2 separate regions of the Gossypium hirsutum genome follow, and region 2 is linked to region 1. A link is a contact called in public Hi-C data. All regions are on one chromosome and are shown on one strand. The core of a region is the stretch at or near the end of the contact, and the rest is flanking DNA. Distances in the headings are between cores, read along the strand shown. Region 1 holds the start of LOC107912751 (alpha/beta hydrolase domain-containing protein 17B). Region 2 holds the start of LOC107912756 (mitochondrial 37S ribosomal protein S27).

Region 1 (6,664 bases), core at 1,450-3,949:
AAGAACAAGAGAACGCATATCAGCGTAAGTCACAAAGAAATTTGAGAGAGTTAATAGTTACCATAAGGCAACATTCAAAGATCCAACTTGACAGTACAGCAATTACAGCCCTAAAACACTAAACTACCGCTGAAAAACTTCTTATAAATCATTTTCTAGAAGTAGAAACAGGGCCTAAAAGAACTTCCTTACAGAAGTGGTTGATTATTAAGTCAGTAAGAAAAGCTAGCAAATATTATTATTTGCATTGTTCATACATTTGCATAACATAATCTAACATAACTGAAATAACATAATTAATAATTATCAGTCATCACTTTGGAGGTTAGGTGATAATAATTTAGTTGCTACAACTTTGCAGTCCGCCCAAACAGCATGGAGTTGTACTCTGACCAATCAACTACACAAACAAGAAATTTGACCTTAAAAAGGAGAATGTTTCCTTCTCTTTTCTTTCGCTTGATCCCAATTTTGCACCCTGACCAATCAACTGTACAGACAGTATGGCTTGAGCTAGTTGCATGGGATCCTAAATTTGACCTTAAAAAGATAATGTTTCCTTCTCTTTTAGCACTTTATCCCAGTTATATGTCATCAATAAATTCTGTAGTATATCTTTAAGTCGTAATAAGAACTTACATGTGACCACCTAATTACACAAACAAACCTACCTCCATTTACATTTTTGTCCACTGGCATGACAAACACTATGCTCATCATACTCATACTGCAGTCCGAGTTACTAAATATCTAGCTTTTCCAAATGAACATAGATAAGCAACAATGAGAAGATCCCATCAACTTCAAGGATTGATGGTAAATATAGAATAAAAGTTCTGGATGTGGTAATGGCAGAGAAGGAAGGAACAGAAGCAGAATAATTCAGAAACATGGGAATTTATAGGAAAATAATGCAGCAACATAATAGAACCTAATAATCAAAGGAAGTCAAGATTGCATTGTTCCACAGTCTACAATAGGACACAATAAATTTAAGCATCCCTAATAGTATTCAGAAGCATAAAATAAAAGCTAGAATATTCAAAACTTGAGAAATGTCTCTTCAGTTAGTCATAATGCCTCAATAGTAACATAGGGCTATTATGAAGGTGTGACCTATATTCTATAGAAACAGAACATCCAGTTAAAGGACTACACACTTCTCGAACATTCTAATCATGTGCCTACAGTTTTTCTTTTTTTCTTTAACAACATTGCCTGCATGTCACTGTCCTTAGGTCTTCGGCATTAACATCGAAGCACTATTTGCAAAAATGTATAACCAATAACATAAAGCTTCTCAATAACAAGCAAGTAACCGTAACTAATATGACCCTGCCATAAACCATCTTCTTCAACATTGCCTTCAGTCCACGATCAGTAAACAGAAAAAATATATATATATCCCAAAGTATTTAAATCACGTTTAAACAGTATCCATGCTCAATAATATTGCAAAAGTCCGCACATTGAAGAAACAATAGAAGGAAAGGAGAACAAATAACCGGTCACTCCTAAGAAACTTTAACTCAACAACATCGCCTTCACCAGTAACTCTTTGACCAAGTCTCTCTTTCTCCTATATTTTTTTTATTCTCTCTCTCTAGACTGCACAAATGAAGCCAATTAAAGTAAAACCATTAGCTCAATCTTACAACATACCATAATCAGCATAACTTTCACTTACTGATAACCAGAATCTCTGTTCTTCCCCTAACTAGCTTCAACCTCAATAATACAGCTGAACATGAGGCAAGCAAGTTCCACTTCACCAGAATTTTCCAACACTTACAGAACCCTAAATCCCCCAAAATCACAAGCAAATCAGACCAAACCCCAACGAACTACTTTACTAAGCTAAAAGAACTCTAATACAATTAAAACAGTAAAAGCCTAGGAAGCCAACTTAAAATATCATGTTCTATATGTTGCAAAAATTATGAAAGAAAATAAAAATACCCCATAAGATTAACCCGCAAGCGATTACACAACTCGACGAAAAGCTCAAACATTTGTCCTAAATCAGCGGCATTTCCATGAGAATACAAGAGAGTAGCGGAAGCCTTGGGGTGTTTTATATGGACGGCGACGATGTCGTTCCCGCGGCGCGTGCGTAGCTTCAAGACGTTGACACCGTCCCTCCTCGGTACCTCTGGTATGTAAAGCTGACCAGCGCATAACTCGTCCTCTAGCACTCTGTATGACGGCGGATTTGGCGGGAAGAACGCAAATTTCGCGGCAATCGAAGACGTTACTCCTCCCATCTTCTTCTTACCACCAAACGTTGTTCATCCTTCATTAAAATTACCAAAATAAGTCACCCTCCTCAGAAACCTCAAATCTTAATCACCAACTTCCAATCTCCTTCAGATCTTTTTCATTTCATTTAAGATAGAAGGAAAATGAAAGAGAAGGAAAATGAAAACGAAAAAAGGTGGCGCGTGGAATGGTAATGGAGGCGCGTTGAGACGGGAGCTGCCGTAACGAAGCGAAGTTTCTTTAAATGTTTTGAGAGCTGGGAAATGTCAGCTAAATGGGATTTTATCCATTAAAAGGGAGGTAGGAAAAAGCAAGAAGGCGCGTGGACGTGAGCGTGAGCGTGGGTATAGGAAGGGTCGCCTGACGGCGACTTTGACAAATGATACGCACATGGCATGTATGTATGTATCTCTTTGGATCTTTAGTCACTTCACTAGAATGATGGCCGCTTTGCATGGATCACTTTTATTTTAATAAATTCAAATAAATAATTAAAATTAAATATTGATGTTCTCTTCTGCTGTGTTTGAGAATATGTTTTTCATAATTTAGACTAAATAAAATATATATCTGAAATTCGATTTGAAAAATATTTATGACTATTATATTTATAATTTACATTTTTCTTGAATTTTAAATATTTCCTATAGATAAAGACCTAATTTAACTAAATTTAACTACATTGTTATGAGTTCTACTTACCAAACGGTTGAAGATTAAAAATATAAACTAACTTTCAACGAATAATTGGTTTGTTTGAAGTAATAAAACTCTATTTTGACTTATAAAACAATGTTAAAAAGATTTTGGTTCTCGTATACGACTTAGGATAGGTTTAGATAGATAGTATGTTTACTTACAATTAATATAAAAAATAGTAATGACGATAAAATTAAATACAATAATATTACTATAACGTAAGATAAAAAATAAACTAAACATATTACATTACACTCCACCACCTATCCAAACTTATCATTAAACCCTACTCTACTCTAAATTTAATGGCCTAATAGTTTCACCAAACACAGGGAGGTTTTAAACTTAAACCGGAGATTTCAGTCAAAAACATGGTCCGAAAAGGTCGGACTTATTGGGCCAGGCGTCATAGGTCTAGTTTCCATGTTTCAACCCAAAAACAACTTGCTTTTCTTCTTTATATCATTTTTATTATTCATGTTGGAGATTCCCTTTATTATCATATCCAAAGTCTTCTCATCAAATGTAATGTACCCCACACTAGTTGCCCAATTCCATTTGCGACTTTTTAACACTTGACCGTACCAAAATGCATAAAGAAGATGAAGACATCAGCCATTGCTTCAACCCTTTCTTTTCTACCTAATTTCAATTCTGTTGGTCTCACTTATGATTGAAGTATATGTATTTTTTTATCATCTTTAACACTCACTTTTTTATGTATTTAAATTGTAATTTAATACTACTGGTAACAATAAATAATTCTCTTATAAATGAATAATTATAAATGAATAATTATAAAATATATTTTATTTCATAAACAAAGATTAAACCTTTAAATTCATTATGAAAGAATAATTTAAGTTGATTATAGACACAATAAATATGAAGTGTAATTACTTCCAGCATTATTGTTTTTTGGATAGTAAAATTCCAAGAAATTTGATAATGAATATTCGCAGCGAAGAGAGTCAAAACCTGGCCACATTATTGCATTATTTAAGATTGCTATTTAAAACAGTGGTACTTACTGCTTAGTGCTATTTAAGGAACCAAACCCTTTTACCATGTTTATCTCGATTTTATATCAATAACGAATATTGACAGTGGAGACAGTCCAATTATATTTCTTTTTATAGTCTCGTGTTTCACACTTCCATTTAATATTCATATTTTACACTAGTATCAAATACATATATATCTAAATATAATCTTTAAAAGTTCTCCAAATACAGTAAAATATTTAGAAAATTTTTAATAGACATATTTGCCTCTCACACTTTAACCCAAATATAAGTAACATAAGATGGTGGTCAGTGAAATCTTGGGGTTAGTTTGTAATGGCAGAATTTTGATATTGTCATGTTTTAAAATTTGTCAATTTTATATGTTTGATTAAAAGTTTAATTAGCATTGTTGTTTAAGTTTTAATAGAGCTTCCTTTTAGTGTTAGACACATATCCAAGATACTGTTCAAGAATTTTCAAAAAATGAAAATAAATTTATAAATTTTGAACATATCTATATTAAATACTTACCTATCTCGATACACAAAGGTGAATCCAGGGGACTGACAAGGGACCCTGATCTCCCCTAAAATAAAAAAAATTATTATTTTGGCACTTTAGAAAATTTTAAAAATTTAAATTAGTAAATATAAAATTACACTTTGCCCCTCTAAAATTATGAAAATTTAATTTAATCTTTTAAAAATTATAAAGATATAGACTATTAAAAATTAAATTTTCATTTCGGCCCTCCCTAAAAAAAATTTCTAGCTTCACTCTTGTCAATACAGACACTCAAGCCCATATAATGTAGGTTAGACGAATAGCTTCTTGTTTTTAAATGTTGCATTTATTAGTAATCTTTAATATTCTTTTTGTTTTTCTTTTCCATTCAATAAATTTTTTCGTTATCATTCTCGCCGTATTATTTTTTTATGCATGAGAATTCATTTTCATAAAAACAAATCTCATGCAAGAGGTAAAATATAGATACTCATTTTTTTGTTATTAATGTTTCTATTAATAGTAGTATCTGAAAATATTGTTTCTTGTAGGATCACTTTATGTTGAGAAGATTAGCAGGATTCGTTGGTTTGCCCCATAGCTGGAATGTCTTGGAGAGCGTGGCTTAGAAGCTCATATAAGAATATTATTAATAATTTTACTTCTTAACATTTCACTAGAACGTAACTATTTTTTTGTCTTTCCCTCTTCTCATTAACCAAACCGTGCACTTGCACTTAAGTTTGTATGTAACATTCCCTTTGCTAAAATAAGTTACATGAGTGTAACTTCTAGTAAATTACCATTATATATATCCACTATATTCATAACTTCTCTCATATTATCCGATCAAGGCAAGTCATGATGGGGACAAGTAAGAGCGGTAGACTCTTGCAAATGAAATGTACAAGAGAGAAATATAATTTGAGCTAGGTGACGGTGGAGACATAAGCCGAGGCAAATGTTACGAGGAGCGGAACTACCTGATAGAGAGACTAATTGGGCATCAACCGAGGCATTAAGGTAGTTCTAAGACGAGCCAAACCAATGTCATTCCAAGGACGCGACGAGGGCATTGTGAGAATGAGTGAGGGAGAATGTCACAGGCCACAGATCAAAACCTGTGACAAATGCACATAAAGCGTCCCAAGAAGGTCAACTAATTAAATAGGGCATATTTGGCCCACTTCAATTGGCTCGATTCGTGAAACATATGGAGAAACTCATCTACTTAAAGCCTTAGTAGCCTAATGAAACACTCTAGTAAAACTAAAGTTGTCAAAGTAATTATTGTAAATCTTAAAGGATAAAGATGTATAGAGTTTAAATCCCTTAGGACTCTCATATTGTAGATAGGCACTAATCTTAACCGTTGATGTAATTCAATTTATACCATTAGATCTGGAGGAGCTCAACTATAAAATGTTGGCTTAATCTATACCATTACGCTGATTTTAGTTTGTCTTTTAACATAATTTCTCTAGGCTTTTAGGTGAGGGCTATAGAAGACGAGTTAGCGAATCTGACACTTGTTGATGGGGAGGATGAAGCGTTTGTGATACAGAGGAGGAGTTCAAGTTCTGTTTAGTGGGGTGTTGCCTAGCAGATAGCGTGGTGCATTTCCCCTCGTTAAGAAATACTTTGGTTGATTTATGGCACCTTATTGGTGGAGTTTTTATTAAAGATCTAAGAGAAAAGCGAGTTTTATTTCATTTTTTTTATGAAATGGATATGCAATATGTTTTGGAGGGAACACCATGGTTCTTTAACAATCATTTATTTTTGCTGCATATGATCTAACTAGAGGAGGACCCTATCACGTTGCCAATATTTTCCGCTGAGTTCTGGGTGCAAACTCATGATCTGCCTCTGGGTCTAATGTTAGAAGTTATGGTGCGGCAGTTATGAGTGTTTCTAGGTAGTTTTCTTGAATATGATACAAAGATTTCTTTGTCGGCTACAAAAAGATTTATGCAGATTAAGGTCTAGTTGGATGTCTACCTTCTATTAAAGTACAAGAAGAAAATTCTATTAGGCGTTAGTCGAACAGTTTATACTTGGTTTCAATATGAAAGACTTGGGCATAGGGAGAGCTTTGGTCCATTGAGGGTGCAAATTGTAACACCCCTCACCCGTACCCAACGCCGGGATAGGGTTCGAGGTATTACCAGGACTTTACATTTTGAAGCATACTA
Region 2 (6,664 bases), core at 1,987-4,486, 160 kb before region 1:
TCATAAGCAATGGATTATACTCTTTTTTTTTTTCTTTTTGCATTTCAATATTTTCACAGTCACTGAAATTATTGGATAGTTTCTAAGAAAAAAAAATTCAAGTTAAAGCAAATTAGTGAAGTTAATTCTATTAGTGACTGATATAAATGAATTGAAAGCGATGACCAGCTTGCTGTCTAGAGAAGTACAACAAATTTTATAAATTGATTGGGGTTTGGAAAGCAGTGCCCTTGGGTTATTCAGTCCGACTTTGGTTGGTTCTGAATGAGATTTTTGTAATCTGGTTTGGCTCAATTCAGATTTCTATTTAATCAATAAAAAATATTTAATTTTTAAAAATATAAATGTTAATGTGAAAATTTATTATGGATCAAGTCGAAGACCTGAACAAGGTTTGTACTATTGGTTTGGTTGATGAACGCCGTTGGTTTGAAAATTAGAGTAGATTTCCATCTTTACTGATCCAATTATCAGGCATGTGAATTTGCAGGGTCAAAGAGGAGATTAACCTAATTTAGTTGACATGAAATTGTAACCCCAAATGAATCATGATTTCATGCTGTTTTTATCATTCATGGTTACAAATTTACAATCATATTTAAGAGTAGAAAGAAAATGAAATTGAGAAAAAAAATTGCATAGGCTGGCATTTTCAATGAACTTATAAAATAAATGTATTTTCATATTGGATTGTTGTATTTTATTAGGTTATAATTGTGTTTAAAATGTTATAAAATTTGATTTTTAATAAACTTATTACATATATTTTGAAATCATGGTTAATTTTGATGTATGTCGTGTTAATTAAGCAGAGAGATTTTTACATAGGATACCCCGTGAAATGATACCAAGTTTTCTTCACCTTCTCAAATTACTAATATTCTTGTTTTCTTTATTCGAGACGTTCAAATTTAAAGGCATTCGATTTGATAACCAAATTAGAAAAGCTACATTGACGAACTTATATGTTGTTAAAGATCTAAACGGTTGAAAGCAAAACGTCATTCCTTTTCAAGTTAAAATCAAAATCCAGAAACTAGGATAACAATGATCAATATGGTAGCTTCAAAACATCTGAAGTGTTGATTTTTCTTATTCATTGATGTCAATTGTCAAACAGATTTACTCATGAGTTAAGCCAAGTTCAAGGGTATATGGATATTAATATTTTTTTTGCCTAATGAAATCTTTAATCCTAAAACCTTTACATAAATTTCAGAACTTTAGATCATGCCTGGACTTAGAAAACTTTTACCAAACACTAGGCTTAAATAAATAATATGAACGATCTATTTTGCTCGCTCTCATTTTTTGAACTGTCCAAATCTTTCAAATTTCAAAGCAAGGGATAACGCAACCCAACCCTAGACAAAGTCTAATTTAAAACTATGTTTCTTCAAATTTTCATTTTTTACATATTAGTATCCAACACTTGTACACTTTCAATCCAACACAGTTGAATATGAACAAAAATCTACGAGTACATTCAAAGAACTTGACAAAAGAAAAAGGAAGTTATAATTTTAATTTCATTTCGGAGTGGAAGTGGAAATGTGCAAACAGAGTGCAGATTAACTTCACCACCTGTGTATCCATTTTGTATACATCTAATCATTTCGTGCTTAAAATTATCGAGTCTATAGCTAATCAAACAGATTAAAGAAACTCATCCCTCCATCTCAACCATTTCATCTATTCGAAATCCAATCCAAACTTGGGCGCAGCAAAAATACCATAATCAAATTCAAACCCGTAGTATTCAGTTAGGTGTTTGTTAAGTTCAATTTAATTTTGGTTCAAGTAAACAATCAAATATATTTGGTTTGATTTCAATTCTAACAAACTGTCCAACAAGATGGCTAACTGCATTAAAGAAACAGCCATTTATGAAGTCAAAACAAAAACCATCTCATGTGATTACCTCTACTTGTTGCGTTTAGCGGCACGTCTTCCTTGGCCTTTCTTTGGTGGTCCCTTACCACGTCTCTTCAACGATTCAAGCTTCGATAAGCGCTCTTCTTCTTCACGCGCCATGACATGCGGATCATCGTTCTTGATATCATACGGGTACCATTCTGCAACCTTGTCCCCGATGAGCTTTTTGCGTAAGATCTTATGGGGTGATCTCTGTCCCGTTGGGTTGAGTATCTGTCCAAATATTCTTGCTCGAGCTTCAGTGACCCCTACTACAACGGCCGAAGCCAACATTTTCTTTAAACCACCAGCACTCATCTTTCAGTCAATTCTGTTAAACGTTGAAAAGAAACTTCAAGAAAATTTCACAATCATGTTAATAAATCTTTCAGCAATAGCATACTGAAAATTTCAAAATATTTTAGCAAACAAGATGATCTCCCTCATAACCAGATTTAGGGCAGAAATTTTCCCAATTTGTTCTAAAACCAGAACAAAAATATATTTCCAACTATTTCTCATTCAATAGTATTAAATATTCAAAAGAAACTTTCAGCAAAAGCATCGAAATAATATTTTAGGAAACAAGATGATCTCAATTCAATCCTAACCTAACCTAATAACCAAATTTACAACTGATATTTCAACAACTAGTTCTAAACTAAAACAACAATCATAAAACTCTGTTCTTAACCATCTTGGTTCAATTCAAACATAAAAAAAAAACAATCAAATCCCAATCTAATAATCAAATAACCAGGTTCTAAAACCAAAACAACATTCTATAAACTATTCAAATCGAGGTTTCAAATAGTGCAGTTGCAGCCGCTATTTCGCGGTAGCAGAAAAATCCGCCGCCACCAAAAGACCTCCTCAATTCACATCAATAGCAACGAATCGCGGACACAAATAGCAATGAAACCAAAAAAAAAAAAACGGCGATAAAGGTCCGCCATTTCCACTAAACCGATACCTTTTAGAAAAAATTCTATTTCTCAACAAAGTAAACAGAGAAAGGAGAGTAACCAACAGCAGAATCGAAACCAGAAAAATCAAATATAGCAGAGTGATAAGAGTAGATAACTCAAAATCTCTCTCATGAGTCAAGTAGAAAGAAATGTGCAAGATAAATTTAGGGTTTCAAAAATTACCTTTTATCTAATTTACTGGTCTGTCAGAAACTTGAAGGTAAAGAGGGGGCTTAGGTCAGGGAAGGAGGAGGGGGAGGCTGTGACAGAGTGGTGGTGGCGGCAGGGGATATGTGAGTATAGATGAGAGTGGGCCGGGAATTTTCTTAAGCAAATTTTAGATTACTTGTTGAAAATATATTTTATCATTTATCATTTTCAAATTTTGAAAAAACAAACATACTACAATTGTGTGAAAAAAATCTAACGAAAATTTTTTATACAAACAAAAAATATTTAATTATTTATTATTTTCAAAAATATTTTTATTTATAAGAAGTAAAAATAATAAATAATAAAATATTTGTTTGTATTTAAATTTTTGGGTAAACTACCCATTAGTCACTAAATTATGGGTTAGTTTTCGTTTTGGTCACTTAAATAAAAAAAAAGTTATAATTTGGCCATTGAACTATTTGAAAACTTTTATTCAAGTCATTGAATTGTTCAAAAGTTTTTATTTAAATCACAGGCTACTATGTTTATTTTTTTTAAAATAAGTTTCACTTTTGAGCTCCAAGCGATGATTCAACGGTCCTATGGTGGATTAGTACCCAATGGCTAGTACAATAACATACTTTAGGTCCAAGTTGATATGATGGTCAGTGTCGGAGATCAGAGAAAAAAGTTGTTAGATTTTCGATTCACAAATTTGTGGCGTCCAAAATTATTTTGTGAAGAAAAAATTGAATTATAGAAGATATTGGAAAAGAGAGCTTTCCATTGATGCAAACAATAAGAATAGAGAAAGACATATAGTGTCGATTTTAATAGCAAAGTGTCTTAAATGAAAACTTTCGAATAGTTCAATGACCAAATTGTAACTTTTTTAATTAAGTGACCAAACAAAAAACATTACCTGTAGCTTAGTGACTAATGATGTAATTTACCTTAAATTTTTTTGTTTGATTTTTTTTCGCATAAAAGGTAATATGTTTGTTATTCAAAATAAGGGTGAGCGTTCAATCAAATTGAGTGAAAAATTTTTGAGTTAATCGAGTGGACGAGTCATATTTTATCATCCTAACTCAATTTGAAAATTTTCGAATCGAGTTAATTGAAATGAAATTCAAGTTGCGTAGAATCAAATGAAATTGTTCGAGTTAAATTAAGAAATTAAATATGTCAAATTAAAATCTTGTTTTATTATAACTAATTTCATGTTAGAGTACATAAATATTTGAAAAGTTTTTCAAAGTAAAATAAGAAAAAAATACTTTAATATGATAAACTTGAATCACTAATTAACTTATTTAAGTCCTCAAGATTATTATTTAAAAAAAATTAACTTTCTTTATATATTCTTTTTTAAATGTTTATAATTTTTTTAAAAAATATATATAATTTTTGGGATTTTTATAAATATTTTAAATTTTTGAAAGTTATTTTGAATTTTTTTTGTATTTTTTATCGAGAGAAAGACCAATTTGCTCATTTTTAAAATTAACAAGACCAAAGGGGTATTTACACCAATCTATTATTCGAATTATAGAACTCAACCCAACTCGAACTCGAAACTCGAATAACTTATTTGAGTTTACTTGAAAAAATCGAATAACTTGAAATTTAATTTTTTTAGATTATTTTGAATTGAATCAAATTTTACTCACCCTTTATTCAAAATAATAAAATTTTCTATATATTTCAAATAAATCAAGTAGATATAGTGGATATATGCGCGGGTAATATAGAAAACAATTATTTTTTGAATCAATCTAATATATATTCCTGATTAAATTACCAAAAAAATGTTGATTTTTTTCAAAATTACCGGAATAGGCCGATTTTTGGAATATTTACTGGTATAGGCCAATTTAGGGAAAACATTGCTAGCTAGAAGCATTTTTTCCTGTGTTATATTAGGGTGTTTAGGGTTGTTAGGGTTTTTAGTTTGTTAGGGTTTAGGGTTGGGGTTTTAAAATTTAAATTTTAACATAATAATTGTAATTATCAAAATCGATATTTAAAATATTTGTATTTAAACCAATCGTTTGTAGTCGTTTGTATCGAGCACTCCGTTTAAGTTGTTACCCGATAGGTCATTCCGTCGCAAACCAAAAGGTCGATCAACGTCGACTTGATTACACAACAACAATGGATATTTCGGGATAGGTCAAACCAACCGATGAAGATGCAAACTAGAAAACAAATATCCATTCCATTGTAATATGTAAACGCGCAGTTCTGTGAAATGATAACAAATATTAGCTTTCATTTTGTGAAATGGTAACAAATTACAACTTCAATTTTGTGAAATGATAACAAAAATCAACTTTAATTTTGTTAAATGATAACAATATTCTTCTAAAAACATAATAATAAAAATCATCAAAAAATATAAACGTTCGATACAACGATGAAATTAATCAGTCCAGATGTCGGTCAGAATCTGTGCCACATCAAAATGGTCAACGGTTGCACGCTATATTCCTTCTTGGTTCAGCCTCCGGGTAGGTTGTGGTCGTTGGGACTGTGGTCTCGGTAACTCCTCTTCTTTGCCTTGGTTTAGCCAGTGGCGCTGTGTTCTCTAATAAAAAAAATCATGTTATTTTCAGTGCCACGAACCTCACTGTCATAATAAATAATAACAATAATTTGTCCACTAATTTTCAACCAAATTATATGTCAAGAGAAATTCGAAACAAAAACATTATGCAAAAAATATAATGCTTCATATAAATATTAACACGAAAAATCAACTTATACCTTCCTTACAAACTTCTATTCTTCTGAACTTCTTCAATTTCTATTGCTCCAACTTATGCCACTAGAGGCTAAAAAATGAGTCATTTATAGCTCATTTATAGCCTAAAGAATAACATCCCACTCTTTTTTGTAAAATGCTCCGGATAATGGGGGTTGAATTTTGTAGAGGAAAAACGCTCCAAGCAGGACGCACTATCAGCAGAAGTACTGAAAAGGGCGTCCAGCTAGAAGCATTTTCAAGACTTTTGCTGATAGTGCATCCTGCTTGGAGCGTTTTTCCTCTACAAACATTAACCCCACTATTCGGGGAATTTTTCACAAACCTTTCAAATATCCCGGGAATCTCGAGACATTTTTTAAGAATCATCTCCTCACATTTATTTTTTCAGAAGCAGCAGTACTGAAAAGGGCATCCAGCTGGAAGCATTTTCAATACTTTTGCTAATAGTGTATCCTGATTGGAGCGTTTTTTTCTCTACAAACCTTAGCCTCTACTATTTGGGGCATTTTTCACAAACCTTTCAAATATCTCGGGAATCTCAAGATATTTTTTCAGAATCATCTCCTCAAATTTATTTTTCAGAAGCAGCAGTACTGAAAAGGATGTCTAGCTGGAATCGTTTTCAGTACTTTTACTAATAATGCATCCTACTTGGAGTGTTGTTCCTCTACAAACCTCAACCCCCACCATTCGGGGCATTTTTCACAAACCTTTTAAATATCCCGGGAATCTAGAGATATTTTTTCAAAATCATCTCTTCAAATTAATTTTTTAGAAGCAGCAGTACTGAAAAGGGCATCCAGCTGGAAGCGTTTTCAGTACTTTTACTGACTGTGCATCATTCTTAAAGAGTTTT

What was found. Hi-C and Micro-C count contacts between places; a contact is called where the count stands out from the background.
Region 2: a contact with region 1 is called in a Hi-C map of leaf, with 4 times the contacts expected there. The contact joins the promoter of LOC107912756 here to the promoter of LOC107912751 in region 1. A contact is called at or near these places in 3 of 34 Hi-C or Micro-C datasets (all in leaf).

What each region holds. Positions count from the first base shown.
Region 1 is chrA11:22,615,119-22,621,782 of Gossypium_hirsutum_v2.1, reverse strand. It overlaps LOC107912751 (alpha/beta hydrolase domain-containing protein 17B), which reads right to left and starts at 2,699. Exons shown (of 5, transcript XM_016841058.2): 1 at 1,960-2,699. The coding sequence starts at 2,264.
Region 2 is chrA11:22,778,498-22,785,161 of Gossypium_hirsutum_v2.1, reverse strand. LOC107912756 (mitochondrial 37S ribosomal protein S27) reads right to left here and starts at 3,236. Exons shown (of 2, transcript XM_041081365.1): 1 at 3,066-3,236; 2 at 1,802-2,266. The coding sequence starts at 2,232. The coding sequence ends at 1,924. LOC107911021 (RAB11-binding protein RELCH homolog) reads left to right here. Exons shown (of 19, transcript XM_041081368.1): 19 at 1-120.